Regions from separate parts of the Zea mays genome. Here region 2 is linked to region 1. The links are chromatin contacts, called in public Hi-C maps. All regions are on one chromosome and are shown on one strand. The core of a region is the stretch at or near the end of the contact, and the rest is flanking DNA. Distances in the headings are between cores, read along the strand shown.

What was found. Hi-C and Micro-C count contacts between places; a contact is called where the count stands out from the background.
Region 2: a Hi-C map of ear shows a contact between it and region 1, with 2.2 times the contacts expected there. The contact joins the promoter of LOC103626567 here to the enhancer-like site in region 1. A contact is called at or near these places in 3 of 25 Hi-C or Micro-C datasets (ear, leaf and tassel).

Annotation. Positions count from the first base shown.
Region 1 is chr5:76,374,855-76,378,980 of Zm-B73-REFERENCE-NAM-5.0, forward strand. No RefSeq gene overlaps it. Among protein-coding and RNA genes, the nearest start is that of MIR168a, 5.0 kb to the right of the region's middle. Within about 2 kb of position 1,962, at least 19 of the 20 cell types and tissues checked have an H3K27ac peak or open chromatin away from gene starts, as enhancers often do. A contact at or near this core is called in ear, leaf and tassel, where this site is marked.
Region 2 is chr5:76,548,907-76,553,394 of Zm-B73-REFERENCE-NAM-5.0, forward strand. LOC103626567 reads left to right here and starts at 1,972. Exons shown (of 8, transcript XM_008646982.3): 1 at 1,972-3,888. The coding sequence starts at 3,437.

The sequences.
Region 1 (4,126 bases), core at 712-3,211:
ATCCAACTACACCCAGTCTCCTTCTTCAACCCCTGTTCTTTCATGAGACCTCTGACAGTAGCAGCACTGCTCCACATCCCTTTAGCGGCGTATATGTTTGACAAGAGTGTATACATTCCTCCATCAGAAGGTCTCGACTGAAGAACATTTTTTGCTACGAGTTCCCCAAGCTGGATATCCCCGTGAGCATTGCATGAACTAAACAGTGTCTCCCATGCATTTATTTGAAGGTTGGAAGGGATTTTTCTTGTAAAATTATAAGCCTGATGTACAAAACCTGATCTTCCTAAGAGATCGACCATGCACGAATAGTGATCAGATCTTGGAACCAAGTTCCAATCTTGCTGCATACTTCTAAAATAGTGGCAGCCTTCATATAGATACCCTTTGTGCGCACAAGCAGACAACACACTCAGAAACGTTGCATGATCTGGGCTAAACCTATCTTTTGTCATCCTGTCAAAGAGTGCCAGAGCTTCAGCAGCTAGACCATGATAAGCATATGTCGCAATCATCGCGTTCCATGTCACTGTATCCCTTTGCACAATCAGGTCAAAAACCTGGGAAGCTTCAGTAATTAGCCCACACTTGGAGTACATAGAGATCAATGAGCTCATCACCAAAGCATCATGCTCGAAGCCGGTTTTGATCGTGCAAATGTGCACCATTCTTCCACAGCCGAGAGCAGCAAGGGAGGCGCAGACAGAAATAACCACGCTCCAAGTGGCCTGGTCCGGTCTATATCCTCCTCGAGTCATTTCGGACAGCAAACTAAGTGCTCCTTCATCTTTGTACCCAGAGATCACTGTGTTCCATGATGTCTCGTCTTTCTCTAGCATGCTCCTAAACCATGTAGTTGCACTATCCATGTCCCCTTGTTGGATGTATCCTTGTAAGATTGTATTCCATGACACCAGATCTCTATCAGGCATGTCAGCAAACAACCTTAACGCATCATCCAACCTATCACTCACCACAAAACCACCCATCATTGTGTTCCAAGCAAGGACATCACGGTCAGGCATGTCCTGGAACACCTCCCACGCAGCATCAACATCTCCGTTCTGTAAATACCCACGCACAATGGCTGTCCATGATACAGTATCCTTTCCGGGCATCTCATCAAACAGTCTCCGTGCAACCTGCATCATCCCAGCCCGGGTGTAGCCTGTGATCATGGCATTCCAAGAAACACGGTCCGGTCTCTGCATCCGACCAAACAGCTCCTCCGCATCCTTCAGGTAACCATACCCCGCGTAACCGGACAGCAACGCGTTGCATACTGAAGTCGGCGGCGGCGACGGCGCGCGGTCGAAGATCTCCCTCGCTTCACGGAAACGCTTCCTCCTCATATACCCAGAGACCATCATGAGCCACGACACGTCGTCCCTCGCCGGCATCGCGTCGAACAGCTCCCGCGCCCTGTCGACCATCCCGTTCCGCAGGTAGCCCGACACCATCGCGTTCCACGAGACCACGTTCCGGTGAGGCATCCGGTCGAACAGGTCCCTGGCCTCGGCCACCCTCCCGCGCCGCGCGTAGCCCGTCAGCAGCGCAGCCCACGAGACGGAGTTCCTGGACGGCATCGCGTCGAACACCCCGCGCGCGTCGGCGAGCAACCCGTTCCTGGCCAGGCCCGAGACCATGCAGTTCCACGTGAACACGTTCCGCTCGCGCATTTCGTCGAACACCCGGCGCGCCGCCCCGACCCTGCCGGCGCGGAAGTGCGCCATGATGTCAGAGTTCCATCGGCCGACGTCGCCGGCATGACGCGGCGCGCGGGTGCAGATGCGGTGGAGGAGAAGTGAGGCGCGGCGGGGCCAGCGGCGCGGACGCGGAAGGTTCTGGAAGGTTCCTATCATTGTTCAGAAGCCTCATCATCAGAGTGGAAGCCCCCGGGGTAGTAATAGTATAAAGTCGGAAAGCCGCTGTGCAGTGCTGTTCTCCATCAGATGCGAGGTGTGCACCGTTCGATCCTATATCAACGGCTGTGATCGAGCGCTGGCGTGTCAAAATGGATCCACTCGGATGCACCTGGAAGTCCAGTCCACTTGGATGCAGAAAGGTTTAACCTGGCAGGTGGAGATGTTCTGAAGTTCTGCAAGTGCAAGGTATAATGGAAGCAGTGAGCTGAATGACTGGCCGGCCAAAAGCAAGCAATGTTTGCCCGTCCAAGCTAGTTAAACCCACTCGGTGAAGATCTTCACGATGATTTTGAATTACTTAGGATTTAAACTCATCTAATCACATCCAATCCAGGATCGAGACCAAACCGAACAGACCCTAACTTAGTTTATATTCCTCGACAGCTTTTCAGAGCATGTTCTCCTGGGCGGCTGTCGATTTAATTAATATTCCAACCGCTACAAAGCAAAGTAAAAAAAAACACACACATATAATCACTGAAGCAGGTTCAAACGCCAGGCATGGAGGGCCAACTAGTGCGGCCAATCGGCTACTTTGTCTTTTCCTCATAGAAAAAAGAATCTTGATCCACGAGCATCATATATTCCTTTCCTGGACACCTAATCACTGAAGACTCGCCTTTCTCATACCTATAATATATATATGTAAGAAAAAAAAACGAACCCAATACCCACTTGGGCATGGGTACAAGATCATCATGAAGGTGATGTTAATTACATAGTCCATGGGCACGTGGATCTGTTCCTCAGTAGCAACAGCACTGGGTTATTTCTATAATGACGCTGATCCGACAGCTGGAATCCCAATCATATGAGTCTTAGCTTAAACCCTAAGCATGCGTTCTTGCTGTAACTTGCCGGCCATCCCGGCTCTCTCTCTCTATCTCTACCCCTAATTCCCTATTCCAGCACTGCTTACCCAGAAGAAGACCCCAAGCAAGCAGCCAAGCACCCGCAGAAGTAGACCAATTATCAACGGGCCTCCAGCTCAGCCAAATCTGGATGCTTACAATCGACGTGAGCCCGTGGTAGCAGTAAAAGCAGTCTGAATCAATTAATCTCTCTGCAGTTCAATCCAGCTACGCTATGCATGGTACGAATGGTCTGGTTACAGGGGACCTTTTCTGGTATAATTAAAGGGTTCAGCTGAAATTTACCATGCATTACTAGCAATGTTTTAAATGTCCGGCTAAGGCTCTCTTAGCGGCGAGTAAGTTTTTAGATCACCTATATATGAAGTCTATATAGCCGGCTATATATAGCTGCGAGCTAAACCAGCATTTAGCAGTTTTAGAGAGAAAAAAATGCATGACATATCTTCATAGATAGAGCATAAACTATAGCTCAAATGTTCAATATCTGAATTTGATAGTTCAAACACTAGTTCAAATGTCTAATAACAAATCAACGTGCATGCAAATTCAACAACACGTGTAAAGAGCCTGCCTGTAGTTTATTTTTGTCCTCAATGTTCCAAAGGTTCATCCCATTAAAAGGCTAACAAGTTTAGCAGCGCTAAATCTAGCTAATATTGTGTTTTTAGCGGGCCAAATAAAGGCTATTAGCGGCTAATTTCAATTAGCGTTAAATGATGCATCTCTTAGCTTCAAACCTCCCCAAAGGCTATATAGCCAGCTAAAACACTGATTGCTAGTACTCATTTTGAAGTTTACATGGAAATATAAGAGATCTAACTGTAGTTCTAGATATAAATAAAGCGTATATTAAAGATAATTGGTTGTATCGTTGTATGTTTGATGTCCCAAGTCCTATAAAGGACAAATTGTAACAAACGTTGCAAACACAAGGGACACATCTGGTGCGTGCTCGACAGCAACGCTGAGCACATGCAGCAACACTGAGAGCACATGATCATCTGTTTGCAAGCGCGGTAACTCTCAAATGTTTTCGCAAACAAGTTCGAGTCAATTTAGCCTTTTGAAAGTGTTTTTTTATAAATAGTTTTGCATACTCTCCGAGTGCATCATAGTCCAATTAGGCTCCCCTCTTAATAGTACAGTCATTTGTTTCCATTTTGTTTTTTCCGCTTTCTTATTTTTCAAGTTGAGCACTTAATTACCACTTGTGACCATCACCATCATCTTTATGATTACCATCCTAGCTCAATATTGGACGTGGATTTAACTTGCCTCGCACGCAACATTAGAGTAGACCACTAATTCTCTCAATTACCAAAACCA
Region 2 (4,488 bases), core at 722-3,221, 170 kb after region 1:
CTGCTGGCTAGCTAATCTGTGCTGTACTCACGTAGAGCTAGCTAGCGAGCTTTGTCAAACGCTAGGATATACCTGCATGCTCCTTTTTCTGCATCGATCTGTTTTATACGCATTGATATATATGTGTGTACATAGCATATTCCAAGCCTTGGCCGGCAAGCTTGCCCTGTTCTGCTGCTACATGCATGTTGTGCCGGACCGGGGGAAGAAAAGGGGTGGGGAGAAACCCGCCTTTTTCTACCAAGATAGATTCCTCTGCGGCAAAGAGAACAGCTGTTTGGTTTTGTTGGGGGGTAAAAAAGCAGGTGGAAAAAAATTGCAATTTCGAGGCAGCCACTGGATCCATGCATTACTACTTGCTCGTTCTCTAGTTACTTAAATAAAACATGAGGTAAAACCAAACCTAGGCTATGCAGCCAGTCAAATGAGTCAAGGCAGGTTTACAATCCAGTCAAGAAAAGTAAACAAACAAAAAAAATGTAAACTTTTCCCCCTCCCTTTTCCCAATTCCCAGCAGAGATGCGCAGTACACTCTCCTGTCCTGTCCCTTCTTCCTCCTCCTTGAGTTTCCCTGTGACATGGAACAGCTGTGGTCTGGGGCCTGGGGGGAAGTGACCGCAAAACCACGGCAGCGGTGTGTGTGAAGGGTTTGAAAAGACGCTCCCGGTTCCTTCCTCTTCTCGCGTGGAAAAGCACCACTGTAGCCTGAAAACCTCACGGTCACGGACCGCGTCGTCGGTGCTTGCCGAGTCGCCTCTGCAGCCTGCATGGCGTCGTGACTGGCGTCGCCGTCGCGTCGCCCTGTTGCTGTTTGGTGCGGCCGACGAGGATTTGATGGGTGGAAAAGCAGCCTTGGTTCCCGTTCCAGCCTTCTTCCAGGGGTCACACAACACACACCTCCTCCTTCTTCCCTCCCACGCCAATATGCCACCATGCAGGCATGCAGCGCTAGGGGTGAAAACGGGTAGGGTACCCGAAACGGGTACCGAATACGGATACTGATTCGGGACCATTTTTCGGATACGGATACGGGTATTTTTATATTCAGGACGGATACGGGTAATACCCGGATAGTACAGCTTCGGATTCGGGTCGGATACGGAACGGGTACTACCCGATAAATACCCGGATATTCGGGTCGGATACGGGTACCCGGAATTCGGGTACCCGTTTTTTCTTTTTCTGCATAATAATATAGTTATAAAATCATAACTTTTACATATGAAATCGGATGAATATAAAGTTTATATGAAAATTGTAGAGCTCGAAGAGATCTATAACTTTGTAGTACAACACATTTTTGTTTAAACATATCTTTAGGCCAAAATCATTGAAATAATGTCTAAATTTATATCAAAATAATAGACTTTAACATTTTCATGTGGGGACTTAAGATTATCTCCACGTGGAAACTTAGAATTATCTTTTTATAAACTATTTATTAATATTGGTAACTTATTCGCAATTTCCGGTCGACACTACAATATTTTTATGAATTTAATTGTATTTTGATGATTTTCTACAAGAAATTAATAATACACCAAATAGCCTAAAAAATTCATGAATTTTTACTGGGACACAACATATATCCACATATAGTTCTCAAAAAACATTTGGATTATAAAATCCACAATATGTTGGTGTTTCTTCCATTCCACTCCCACTTATTGCGTGAGTTACACGTAAAATCATTTTATGTATCGACGTTTCAACATATATAATATTTCATTTATCATTTTCATGTGGCGACTTGAGGTTTTATTTGAATAGAATGGGACCATAAAATCCATAGGATGTTAACGTTTTTTCTATTTTATTTCCACTTATTAGGTGAGTTACACGTGAAATCACTCTAAGTATCCAAGTTTTAACATAATCAATACTTCACTCTACCATTTTTATGTGGGAACTTGAGATTATCTTCTATTAAATGTTTATTAGTATTAATTTACTTGCAATTTCGTGATCGAACAAGAATATTTTATGATAACCAATTAATGCATTATCCAACAAGTATCCGATATCCGATAAAATAATATTTGTATCCGTCACTTATCCGCCCGGATAAATATCCGGTCCCTGTATCCGTATCCGTCCCGTTTCTAACTATCCGTATCCGATCCCGAATCCGTTTTAAATACATTAGGGTAGGATACAGGATGAGCTACTATCCGTCCGTATCCGCCCGTTTTCACCCCTATGCAGCGCAATGCAGGCCGAAAGAGACGCCGGGACGGGCCCCAGGCACTGACCATTGGTCAATCCACTGCTGCTCTGTAGCTGTAGCTGTGTAACTGTACTGCCCCGGCCTGTGCCCTGCCCCCCACAATGGCAATGGCAATTGCAATGCAAGCTGGCACCGGCGGGAGCAATGGCCATGACCCCTCTCACAAGCCAAACTCTAGAAGTGCAATTCAGACAGACAGATAGAGAGAGAGGGACATTGTTGCATGGTTGATTGCGGCAAGCGAGAGATTCTGATTACTATTATTATAATTCTAATCCTACCGTGTGTGAGTAGATGATAAACAAATGATAGAGAGACGACGACACGAGAAGAAGATCATGAGACGGCGTCCCCATCCACATGCCTGCCCTGCTTGTATGGTCGCCGCCCGTCGGTATGTAGAGGAGTATATAAACTCCCCGAGGGCGAGAGATTTCCCTCGAAAGGTGGAAGAAGCAAAGCATCTCATTCCCCAGGCCACCCCCCCTCTGCCCTCCCTCACCTCCCCCCCTCTACCTTTTGTAGCTTTCCCATTCCCCCTCTTGCGTGCAAGCATCTTCTCCGGTTCTCCCCGCTCTCCCATCTTTAACCGCCCCCCCTCCCTCCCTCTCCGTGGTCTTGGAGGAGCTCGCTGTTCTACGGCTGGCTGCCTGCCGCGGCGATCCCTGTCTGTTCGTTTCCGTCGCGCGGGAGCCGCGGTTGCTTTTGCTTGCTTGCGTTGCCGCGAGAGAATCGTGAGCAGAGAGTGTGACCTGGCCTTATTGGCGTCTTCCGTGGGCGGGGGCGGGGGCCTGGGCCGGGGCCGTTGCTGGCTGTTTGTTCGTTGCCCATCGATACACTCCTCCCTTGTCTCCCCCGCATGCAATCCGTGTGTGTGTGTGTGTGCGCTCTGCCTCTGCTCGCCGGCGTTGGTTTCGTGTGTCGCCTGCCTGTCGTCCTCACCGCAACGCTACTCGTTACCAGCTATCAACTAGCATTGCCTTCTCCTTCCGCTACAAGAATCTGACGAGCCCCCCTCTCCCTCCCGTCCCGGCGCTGTTCCCAGCTCGCTCCTTTCGAGAGTGTACTGTTTAGTCCGCGCGCATTGCTCGGACCGAGCCACCGAGTTCTTGCCGCGCGCCGCAGCAGTAGAGCCATTGCCGCGTTCGCTCGCGCCGCGCGGTTCATGCGCCAGGAGTCTGAGGCGGCTACCTAGTTAACGGCGGGGGCATGCGTTTCATCACAGGCGGCGGCGGCGGCGGAGTAGGAGGAGGAGTAGGAGGAGGCGGAAGCTCGGCGGCGCGGTCGTACGAGCCCATGGCCACGGCCGACACCACGAGCCTGCACTACTGGCTGCACTGGCGGGTGGGGCTCTGTGGCCTGTGGGTGCTGGCCTGCATGGCCGTCGCGGGCTACCTAATCTGGCGTCACGAGGGCCCCAGCGCCGACCGGCGTCCCGGCGGCGCGGGCGCGGGCCTGTCGTCCCCGGGCGCTGCGGCTGACGGCGGCAAGGAGAGGTGTCACGGGGTGCTGTACGACGACGAGGCGTGGCGGCCGTGCCTCCGGGACATCCACCCGGCGTGGCTGCTCGCCTACAGGCTCATCTCCTTCTTCGTCCTCCTCAGCCTCCTCGTCGTCATTGTCATCTCCGATGGCGGCAGCATCTTCTACTACTACACTCAGTGAGTCATCATTTGCCACCACTTACCCTCTCTCTCTCGTCTTCTCTTATTTCCTTGCCCTTTTTCTCTAATGTTGAAAACAAAAATCGCTGTGGAAAATGTTGGATTAGATGCAAAGTCGAGTAAAGGTTCCCCCCCAATTTTTTTTTTAAAATCTTTTGTTTTAAAAAAGAAGAAGAGAAGGTGGCGCATTGCCACTCAGCTGCTGCAGCTGATTAAGTCTTTTATCATCTCATTTGGTGCTTGACTGAATTAGAAACCAGTCAGCAAGGATTGGCATTTGTTCTCTCCTCTTGCAGTACTAATGCTAAGACCAACTCCAGCAGCACTCCACATGCGGCTCCGTATCCCTATTTTGCGGAGCCTAGCACACTATTCATCAGTCCAGCAGTCTCCGCATCCGGCTCCGTAAAACGCACGGCCTGTACCTGCACTCCCCATTTCCACGCTTTCTCTCTCCTCTCCGCAGCTCTCTGCGTGCGCGCGCGGCTGCTCGCGGGCCCCAGGTGTCATAGACTGCATGCGGAGTGGGATGGGGAGTGTTGCTGGAAACGGAGACGGATACGGAGAGGAGAGAGAATGTGTTGGTCGCGCGTTTTA